Linked DNA regions of Ovis aries: region 1 is linked to region 2. The links are chromatin contacts, called in public Hi-C maps. All regions are on one chromosome and are shown on one strand. The core of a region is the stretch at or near the end of the contact, and the rest is flanking DNA. Distances in the headings are between cores, read along the strand shown. Region 1 overlaps C6H4orf19 (chromosome 6 C4orf19 homolog). Region 2 holds the start of C6H4orf19 (chromosome 6 C4orf19 homolog).

Evidence for each region. Hi-C and Micro-C count contacts between places; a contact is called where the count stands out from the background.
Region 1: a contact with region 2 is called in a Hi-C map of liver, with 4 times the contacts expected there. The contact joins the enhancer-like site here to the promoter of C6H4orf19 in region 2. A contact is called at or near these places in 10 of 16 Hi-C or Micro-C datasets (blood, hypothalamus, liver and 5 more).

What each region holds. Positions count from the first base shown.
Region 1 is chr6:57,627,777-57,633,132 of ARS-UI_Ramb_v3.0, forward strand. All of the region lies in intron 1 of C6H4orf19 (chromosome 6 C4orf19 homolog), which reads left to right. Among named protein-coding and RNA genes, the nearest start is that of C6H4orf19, 67 kb to the left of the region's middle. Within about 2 kb of position 1,960, at least 4 of the 54 cell types and tissues checked have an H3K27ac peak or open chromatin away from gene starts, as enhancers often do. A contact at or near this core is called in liver, where this site is marked.
Region 2 is chr6:57,560,753-57,565,723 of ARS-UI_Ramb_v3.0, forward strand. C6H4orf19 (chromosome 6 C4orf19 homolog) reads left to right here and starts at 2,344. Exons shown (of 3, transcript XM_060417583.1): 1 at 2,344-2,437. LOC132660006 (a long non-coding RNA gene) reads right to left here and starts at 2,213. Exons shown (of 4, transcript XR_009601145.1): 1 at 1,640-2,213; 2 at 424-633.

The sequences.
Region 1 (5,356 bases), core at 710-3,209, 67 kb after region 2:
GTAGCCCACCAGGCTCCTCGTCCATGGGATTCTCCAGGCAAGAACATTGGTGTGGGTTGCCATGCCCTCTTCCAGGATTTCTTCTTGTCCCCGGGATTGAACCCGAGTTTCTTATGTCTCCTGAATTGGCAGGTGGCTTCTTTATGACTAGTGCCACCTGGGAACCACGCTCCAATTTATATATCCATTTACTTATCCATAAAATCCTGGCTTCCAACCTCTGTATACAGTTGGTAGGAATGTAATGATTCAACCACTATGGAAACCAGTATGGAAGATCTTCAGAAAACTAAAAATAGACCACCATATGACTCAGCAATTCCATTCCAAGGCATATATCCAAAAAAACTAAAACACTGATACAAAAAGATCCAGGCACCCCAATGTTCATAGCGACACTGTGTATAGAAGCCAAGATATGGAAGCAACCTAAATGTCCATAAACAGATGGATGGATAATGAAGGTGTGATATATGTAATATGATGGATTATGATTCAGCCATAAAAACAAATTAAATTCTGCCATCACAACAACATGGATGGACCTAGAGTATGACATTTAGTGAAAGAAGTCAGACAGAGAAAGACAAATACGGAATGATTTTATGCATATGTAGAGTCTAAAAAATGAAACAAAAGAATACAGCAGAACAGAAACAGACTCACAGACACAGAAAACAAGCCAGTGGTGTTAACAGTGGGGAGAAGGAGCAGAGGAGGGGCCAGACAGTGGCGGGTGATTAGAACTATTACGTACAAAATAGATAAGCAATAAGGGTATATGGTACAGCACAGGGAAATGTAACCAGTATTTTGTGATAACTTTAAATAACTTACAAAACACTGAATCACTGTGCTGTACACCTGAAACTAATATAATATTGTAAATCGACTATCCTTCGGTTAAAATAATAATAGGGGTTTTCCTGGCAGTCCAGTGATTAGGACTCTCTGCATTTACTGCCACGGCCCACGTTCATTCCCTGGTCAGGAAACAAGATCCTTCAAGCCACATGGTGCAGCCAATAATAAACAAACAAACAAATAAAATTCTGGCTTCTTCCTTAAAGGGTTATTGTGGAGTTGAAATGAATACATGAAATTTTTTAAAACAGTACTTGGTGCATATCAAACAATAGAATGTTAATTATTTATAATCATTAATAAGCACTGGCAGGGTGCCAGACATAATAAATGCCGTACATACTTTTATCTCACTGATTTTTGAAACAGTCCTGATAAACAGGAATTGTTACCTTTCCTATTTTGCTGATTAGACAGGTAGAGTTTGCAGAGGCTAAGAAATCTGCGTAGAGGTCACAGAGCTAATAAGTGGTAGAGGCAGTGTTGGAACCCAAACTCAGACCCTAAATTACTCATTTAACCATCGAGCTGAATTGCTGATTCAATGGATTTTCTCAAAAGCTTACAAATTCCATCCTGCCTCACACATACCCCAGCCCTGCCACACACACACACACACATGCACACTCTTACACACTTCCGCAGCCCATTCCAGTGAAGAGCTTCAGCACATACTCCTTCGTCCTCCTGACCTGAGTCCTCACCCTTCCCAGGGAAGCTGCAATTACACTCACTGACTCTATCTCAAGGCTCCAGGGCGTTGATCAGCTATGTGTGTGTGTGTGTGTACGCTCAGTCGCTTTGCCAGTATTCTCTGGCAAAGAAGCCAAGAAGACCTCTTCAAAGAGCTGCAGACCTGAGGGAATGAGATAAGAACTTGGGGCCTGAATGGAGGAAACAGGAAGAGAAGCTTTGTACATTCAGTTAGGATCATGGGTTTAGGTGAGTGTGGACTTGGGACCCAAACAGCCCCGTCAGGATAGGGATGGGGTAGTTCACAAACCACTGAGCAGGACTCCCGCCTGCAGAAGGGTCATATCGGTGCCTGCCTTGTCTGGGTGTTCAGTGCTAACTGTGTGTGAGCCAAGTCAGAGGTCATGAGTTGAGGACACTTCCTTCACTGATTCACCAGCTCGATTGTTCAGTTTGGAAGAGACCTTTGATGTCAAGGACTCACTGGGGAGATAAAGAACCTGAGGGATCAAGAGGTTACACCACTTTCCCACATCTGCACAGTTGATGATGAAGCTGCTGCTGGAAGGTGGATTTCTTATACCCAGCGTGGACTTTGCCTGGTTGAGTTCACAAACACCAACCCCTCCTGACATTATTAGTTTGGGGCACAAAACCCTTCCTGACAATTAGGACTGCCATGACAATTGTTTTTCCCAAAGTTTCATAAAACATAAATTCTATTTGTTATTAATATCTTTTATGAGGGGGGGGTTCTGTGGTCAAATAATTTTGGGAAATACTGAGTTAAACAGGGTGAAATCATTCTTTTTCATAATTGTGAATGTGTTCATCTTTAATCTCTGCTGTTCCCATTCTGAAACCTGTTTGAGGGAACCCTTTGGCAGGAGTTGGGGACAGACATTTGGACACACCTCTGCACAGATGTCCCATCAAGCCCAGTTCTAGGTGATGCTGACTCGTATATGGTAGCACGCTGACTGCTAGGAGTGCATCAGATGGACTGTTTGATGGTGCTGATAATAAAGTCTTATAGTCTTTCTCCAAAATTACTGAAGCTCAACCTCTTTAGGAGAAAAGGAAACACGAAAAAATGTTGTCCCAGAGAGTTTGCAAAGCCTGCTCAGAAAGGAGAATATGGTTCTGCTGAGAAAACAGATTGATTTAGTAGTCAAGAATTATCTTCTTGTCCTTTTTCCACCATAAATTCAATACTGTCTATGAAGCTGGGCAGGCAGTCTTTTAATTTCTTTTATAAGGCACCTTGTGATTTCTTCAAGGCCTGCTAGTTATTTTTATCCATTCCTCTTGAGTCTAAGTGGTCAGTACCCAGAAGTAAGTGACTAAATATTTTTCAGCTTCACCTGCTAGCCAGGTTAAGATGAAATCCTGGACTGTTTTCTAAACATTGGCAACTTAGTTTATCACAACAGAGTTGAAATTTAAGTGTTTGATTTTACTGTGTCTCTTCCAAGCACTTCAACTTCTGTCAACTCAACCCACTTGCCAGCAGCTGCTATGAAAGCCCATTGACTAGAGCCCTCGAAGCAGGACTCCCTTAAGCCTTGGGATTACATAAACTGCAATTCCCAAGCTGGGAGGGGGAACCACGGTCCCTCCTATCTCTCTTAGCTTGTGCCATGCACGTGACTTTTGATTTTGGACCCTGGGTTGAGTTGAGATTTGATTGTGGAAAGCGGCAGACCACCTACTGGAATAATTTCTAAAATCTCATACTCACCATTCATTCACTCACTTTTGTCTCTCACCAGTCATCCCTTTATTTGAATAACAGATGTGACGTGCTCCATGCAGGTAGATGCTGACCTAGGTTAGGCAGGCAGCTGACAAACAACACCAAATCCCCTCTGAGGTCGGCCAGCCCAAAGACTGGAAACATCTTTGCCTTCAGAGTTCCAGTGCCTGGGGCTGGCTATTGAGGAAAGGTCTTCAGCACATACACAGAATGACAGCTAAATCCAGAAAGTTTGATGGGCTTTCGATGAGCTCCTTTCCAAGACCTTTCCCCATGTGCTTCTTTAGAGGGAATAGCTAAATAGCAATGGTTTTCTGTCGGTATTAGGTCCTAGCCCAGGAACAAGCAGAACAGAAACCGACATCAGATTAGCGCTTTTTTTTCCTTTTAACTTTTGATGTTGACGTCATATCAGACAATGAAAAGTTGCAAGGAAAGTACAAAGGACCCTCCGTTACTCAGAGTCCCCAGACGTTAACCTTTACTACATTTGCTTCATTCTTCTCTCTTTCTCTGTGCACACATATACACACATTTTTTTCCTGAATTATTTTAATAAATTACAGATACCACCATGTCCCACTACTGCTAAATACATCACTGTGAAATACTTCCTAAGAAAAAAGGCATGCTCTCATAGAGCCCCAGTACAATGATCACAAGCAGGACATTAACACTGATTTAATGCTGCCACCTATCTACAGGCCTTATTCAGATTTCACCAGTTGTGGCAATAATGACCTGTTACCAAAAGATCGTGCGTTGCATTCATTGTCATGCCTCTTTTGTCTTCTTTAATCTGTAATAGTCCCGTAGCCTGTCTGTGTTTTTTTTCCTAAAGTTATATTTTGAAAAGAGTACAGACCAATTGTTTTGCAAAATACCCCTTAAGTTGTGTTTGACTGATATTGCCTCCTGCTTCAATCCAGATAATACTCTTTGACAGAAAAATCACAGAAGTGATGCCGAGTTCCCGGTGCGCCACCTCTGAGGCTATTGACTAGTCTCAAGGTATTACTCTTACTCGCAGTATTACCCTTGGTTATTTGGTTTTGGCGCTGTGACCCAGGTCTCTCCACGGTAAGGATACTATTTTACCCCAAGCATGTATGGGGAGCTCTTGGGGTTGGCCAAACGAGTTCCTTGGTATGATGTTATGAAAAATCTAAACAGACTTTTTGGCCAGTGCCAGTACTTTGAGATTAAATATCCCATTCTCTTCAGGTTTTTACCCACTGGTCTAAACATCTGTTGATGATTCTTGCTTGAGTCAGTTATTACGGTGATGGTTGTCTAATGGTGATTTCTATAATTCTGTTTGTTGGCAGGCTTTCTACTTGTAAGTCGGAGCTCTCCCTTTTTAGATTTATATCCTGAGGATTCACAGATCCTTGTTTTAGTCAGTGTATTATACTCCTTTATGTTTGTGCTTACTGTGATGCTCCCGTTGTTCCAGGTTGGGCCAGTAGGACGCCTACAAGCTGGTCCTGTGTCAGTTTGACCTGTGCGTGTCATTCTTTAAGATCATCACTATTCAGAGGCAGCCCTTTCCAGCTGAGTTGAGCCTTTTTCTGTATTCCTCGACTTCCTGATGAATGCTCAGTTAATTTCTCTGCCTGGTTGCACAACTTCTGTGCCCCTTACCCTCCCCACCCTGGCCTCCTCATTTCTCCCCACCTCCGCACCAACCCCCTTGTGAAACTGGATTTTCCAGCAAGAACACTTGACTAGTAACTGATGGGGTCTTAGCATGACCATCTTCAAATACAGGACTGTTTAATTTCAACCCTAAACAGAGGACAAGAGTCAGCCTCCAACACAGGACTCCAGGAGGGACAGGCGCCGAAGTGGGTGGACTCACCACCCTAATTCATCCTAATGGTGTTTGCTTTTCTCCTATGGAAACCAGATGACGGTTGCTTTGCCCTTTGCTTCTCTGTTGCTCTTTTATACTCTAAAGACAAAGCAAATTCTGATTCTGCTCCATAATAAAGGGCACTGGACAACTGAGTTCTCACCTCTGACCCAGCTGTTGTCACAGTG
Region 2 (4,971 bases), core at 1,094-3,593:
ACATGATAAACTGGTAACTTGAGGTTAACACCACTACGTGTGGTTTATAGTATCCCCCCAGCCTTTAATAGATGAGGGTAACCTAGCCAGCAGCTTGAGCAGGCTGAGGGCAGTGGTGCCTCATTTGTTAAAACACATATTTTTTCGCCCTCCCTGACCCCATTATTTCTGCGTCCATATGTCTAGGATGGAGCCCAAGAATCTGCAGTTTTACTAAATCCCCCCAGATGATGCCAATTCTGCTAGTCTGGGAAACATACTTTAAAACCCAAGATAAACACCCAAGTCTTTTTGGTCAAAATAACCAACTAAAACTTACCGTTATCCTGTGACCATGTTTAAAGCATGGGTTAGAAATTGGATAAGATGGTTCTTTACGCGGACAAAGGGTTTTATCAGAAAGTAATGTAAAACAGCATGCACCTGTGCTAAGCCTCCTCAGCCGTGTCTGACTCTTATGCGACCCCATGGACTGTAGCTTGCCAGGCTCCTCTGTCCATGGGATTCTCCAGGAGAGAATACTGGAGTGGGTTGCCACTTCCTCGTCCAGGGGAACTTCCCAATCCAAGGGTGGAATCAGTGTCTCCTATGTCTCCTGCCATTGGCATGCACACTCTTCGCCACTAGCGCCACCTGGGAAGCCCAAAACAGCACATAAACTAAGTCACTTCAGTCGTGTCCGACTGTGCGACCCCATAGACGGCAGCCCACCAGGCTCCCCCGCCCCTGGGATTCTCCAGGCAAGAACACTGGAGTGGGTTGCCATTTCCTTCTCTATGAAAATATTCCATAAATGAATTTCAGTAACTCTTAAACATTCCACAAAATTTCCTAAGAACCTGTGAGAGTACAATACCTGGCAATCCTTTCTAAAACAGAAATTCACCTATCTGCTACATTACTGCTGATGATCTGAAATGTACATGATCTCTAAAAAATAACCGTACTGAATAAAACTAAAAGGATCATCCAAGTTCCTACATAATACCAAAGTATTTATCCAGGATTACTGAATAAATCATAGCAATTTGGTATCCTTTTCAGAAAAATAAATCTCAGAACTTACGAGCATGTGGCATTTCACACTGTACCAACTGAGTAACAGTAAATGAAGGTATACCCACTACAACTTCTTCACCAGCTTTTGTGTCCTGAAATATGATGTCTGCCCCTGGCAGCTACCATTCCAGTTCCACAGGGTATTTTCCAGTCAGACAAGCTGTACAATGATCATTCTTTTCAAAACATTCCAGACCATTCTCATTTTCTTGAATCATAATATCTTCCCATCCTAATAATCTATCATTTTAAAACATGCAGCCACTACATAAGTGGAATGATTCAAAAAAAAAAAAAAGGAGTTAAAGTGTGACAAACGTTGTCATGTAAATAGCGCTGGAGTCACTGGAGTGGACAGATTACATCTTTAAACGGTATTCTGCCCTGTTGCTTCTCCAGCATACTGTTTCAAGCTGACGCTCTCTGAATGGACGAATGAAGGGGAAAGAGAGAAAAGGACAAGCTAGGTGGCGCCCTTGCTTAACATATCTCCCTGTTAAGGCCAACACCGACGCACTTTGAAGCACAGGTGAAAAGAATCTCCAACGCTTAAGTACTATTTTAGGGTAAATCAACCCACCTTAAGCGTATGGATGGCTCCAAGCTCAGGCTTGGAGCTTAGGACGGTAGACGGAGTGTGGCAGCCGAGGTTCCAACACCCCAGGAACAGAGAGGGAAGGTGGGGGACGGGGGGAGCATGACTTTTGAACTCCCACTGCGGTCTCCAGGGTGCCGGCGAGGCTATGCAGCTTCCCAGGGAATTCTCATCCTGGTAGCGTCTGCTCTCTACCCCAGAATATTTATCCCTTAAAGGCAGGTGACAGTGCGTATGCCAGGTACGCACTTGCCAGAACGGGGGAGGAAACAAAACAAGTTCACGGGAAGAAGGAGGGTACATCAGTTTGCCAGGGAGTGCACTTATGTATCTCCCCTCTTAGGTCCCGCATCTTAGGAAGCTCCCCTCTCCCCCGCAGCACGACGATAAAGTAGGCACCAAAAAGTTTCCCCGAGCGAGCGGGCGGCTGGCACGCAGCCTGAGTGTCGACGATCAGAAGCCGAGCTCCGAGATTTCCTGCTCGGGTGCGCCCCGCAGGCCAGCCTGGGCTCCGGGGCGGGCGTATGGGGTGTCGGTAGTCGGGCTCGGGGAGCCCTCTGGAGCGGCGCTGGCGGCGCAGGTAAAGGGTTAGCGGGCGCTGGAGGCTCGCCCGCCGGCCAGGCCACGTGACGCACCGGCCCAATGACGGCGCCGGGGCGGCAGCTGCGAGCGCCGCGGGTCCCGGCGGCACTGAGCCGCCGGCGTTTCCCAGCGCGGCCGCCCGAGGCCGGCGAAGCCATGGGCGCCAGGACCCCGCCGCCGCCGCCGCCGCCGCATTCCCAGGTAGGGACCGTCTCCCGCCCCGCGCTCCCTGCCCCGCCTCGAGCAGCACCGGAGCTTGACTTCCGCGGAGCTCGGCTTTGTGGCTTAATTGCCCCCACTTCTCTCGCCGGGGATTTTTACGTCTTTATTTCCTTTTGCCATGGGGGAAAAGTGGGGGGTGGGAGTGGGGCAATTCTCACTTTGATTGCTTTGGAAAAGTCAGGTCATTCAAGAAAAGGCTCTGAAAGAGGCAAAATGCAGAATGGGGTGAGGTGGGGGGACTTTTACTAACTCTCCCAAACTGAACACCAAGACAGCTTACAAAGCTTGGCATCTAATTGGTGTGCAAAGCACTTTTGTGTTTAAATCTCTAATTAATGAACTTTCAAGAGTGCCTGAGAACTTGGATTGGAAAAACTGCAAAAGATTTCCCACAGTTTCTGAGAACCCCCTCCTTCCCCCATTTTTAAGCATCTGGGTGTTTTTTTCTTTTAAGGAAAACGGAAATGGACGGTGACCGCCGCTGTTTCTTTGAAATGTCCTTGAGTCCCAGGATTTTGCTCCTTCAGGGGTGCTGGCGCTCTGGGTGGCGATGAATAGGGGTGGAAGGGAGGAGGGCAGTGCTAGGAAGCAACGCGTGTGAAGGCCGGTCCCAGGTGCAAACGGTTAAATGGTCACGCATGGTTTGCTGAATATTTGATAATTAGGCAAATATCTCCCAGGTCAGTTACTTGGGTCTCAGTGACCTTGGCAGTACAGATGAGGTGAGATTTTCACAAACCACCACTGAACGAATTTTCCAATGATATAAGACAAAAACCTTTTTTTTCCCTCAAGCACTGCAAATAACCTTAAAAACAACAATAACTCCCTTTAGTAATTTAGTACATTTTATTTTCCATTGTGGTATAGATGTTTGCCCAGTGAATTTAGAGGAAGTCAGTGTTCCATGAGGTGGTTCAAATTATTGAAGAATAGGATGCTTCTTTTCTTTCTGTCAATATCAGAGAGAATTACTGATGGCACTTCTCACCATGGCGTGTGAATGTTCCTGGGTGGTTGTAAGCAGGCTATTTAAGAAACGTTTGAGAGCTGAATGAGAAAGAAGTGGAAAGCTGTCGCTTCTTTTAAAGATTCTTTTAAAGATTCTTTAAAAGATTCTTCTTTTAGATTCTGTTATTTGCCAGTTATTCCCCCACTGAATCCTCAAGTTGACACTGTTTTAAGGAGAAATGTTAAAGTCTTCTAAGGCTAAGTGCTCAGGTCTCTGGGACAACCTAACAGTCATGAGGCAGACCACCGAAACAATTACAAGGCTCTGAAGGTCAAGTAGAGTTCTGGGGTAGTTTGTATTTCACTTAAGTGTGAAGAGTTAGTTATAGGAAACTGCCTTGATCACAGCGGTGAAATGGAGCAGACACTGACAGAGGCGGGGTTCTGCTTCTTTTTCTTCTTGGCTCACTCTGTGCCCATCATGATCTTGTTCTTTGATTCAGCAGGTATGCAATAAGCACCTATCTCACGGTATCTGACCCTGGGGTCTGGTCCTCAAAGGTTCTGAAGATTTAGATGTGTAATGACATCTACAGATCAAGTTGGCCAGTCTTAGCTAGAGTCTAAAGAGCGTTTACATATCTGGAATTTAAAACAAAATAGCAGCTTGTGTATCAACTAAATATGTTCATTAGCCTAGGAATGGAACAGTCCCTCTAACTTCCCACCTAGTCCCTGTCTGGACCTGGAAACAACCCAGCTAAGCTCTGGCCCAAATCCAGCATCTGCCCAAGGGTAGAGCAGGGGCTACCCTCCTTGCTCCAGGAACTGCTCTGCCCTTGGTGCCCTGGGAGGCCGTTGATTGTGCTTCCAGGAATGGACTTCAATTTCCAAATAGTTAAATACCAATCAATCCTTGGTAACTGACTTTCCTCCACCTGAACTGTCAGATTCCCCTAGTTCTACAGTCTTTTTTTTTTTTTAGTAACTCAGAATCTTGAACTCTTTTTGGCTCTTCAGAAAACAGAACCTAGTTCCTGCTCTTTTCTCTCTGTCTCTCTTTGGGGGTATTGTATTGATTACTGGGCTTTCCAGGTGGCATTAGTGGTAAAGAACCCACCTGCCAATACAGGAGCCATAAGGGACACGGGTTTGATCCCTGGGTTGGGAAGATCCCCTGGAGAAGGGCATGGCAGCCCACTCCAGTGTTCCTGCCTGGAGAATTCCATGGGGCCTGGCGGGCTACAGTCCATGGGATAGCAAAGAGCTGGACACGACTGAAGTAACTCAGAACATATATACAGCACGCATTTTGATTATTGGTGGCAGATAGACTTACTGGGTAACTAGAAAAGAGGAATTAATAGATTCATCCTCGGGCAGACCTGAGCTGTCACACATCTGCCAGTCAGATGGGTCATCCTGTTAGTTTCATAGTCTGGTTATTACCTGAATGCTATTTAAGAAAATAAAAGGAAAATGAAATCTTCTATCTACTCTCCCCTTTCTAATCTGAGAAAATCAAGGTCCCACAGAGATTGGAATCTTTAAGAGGAACACAT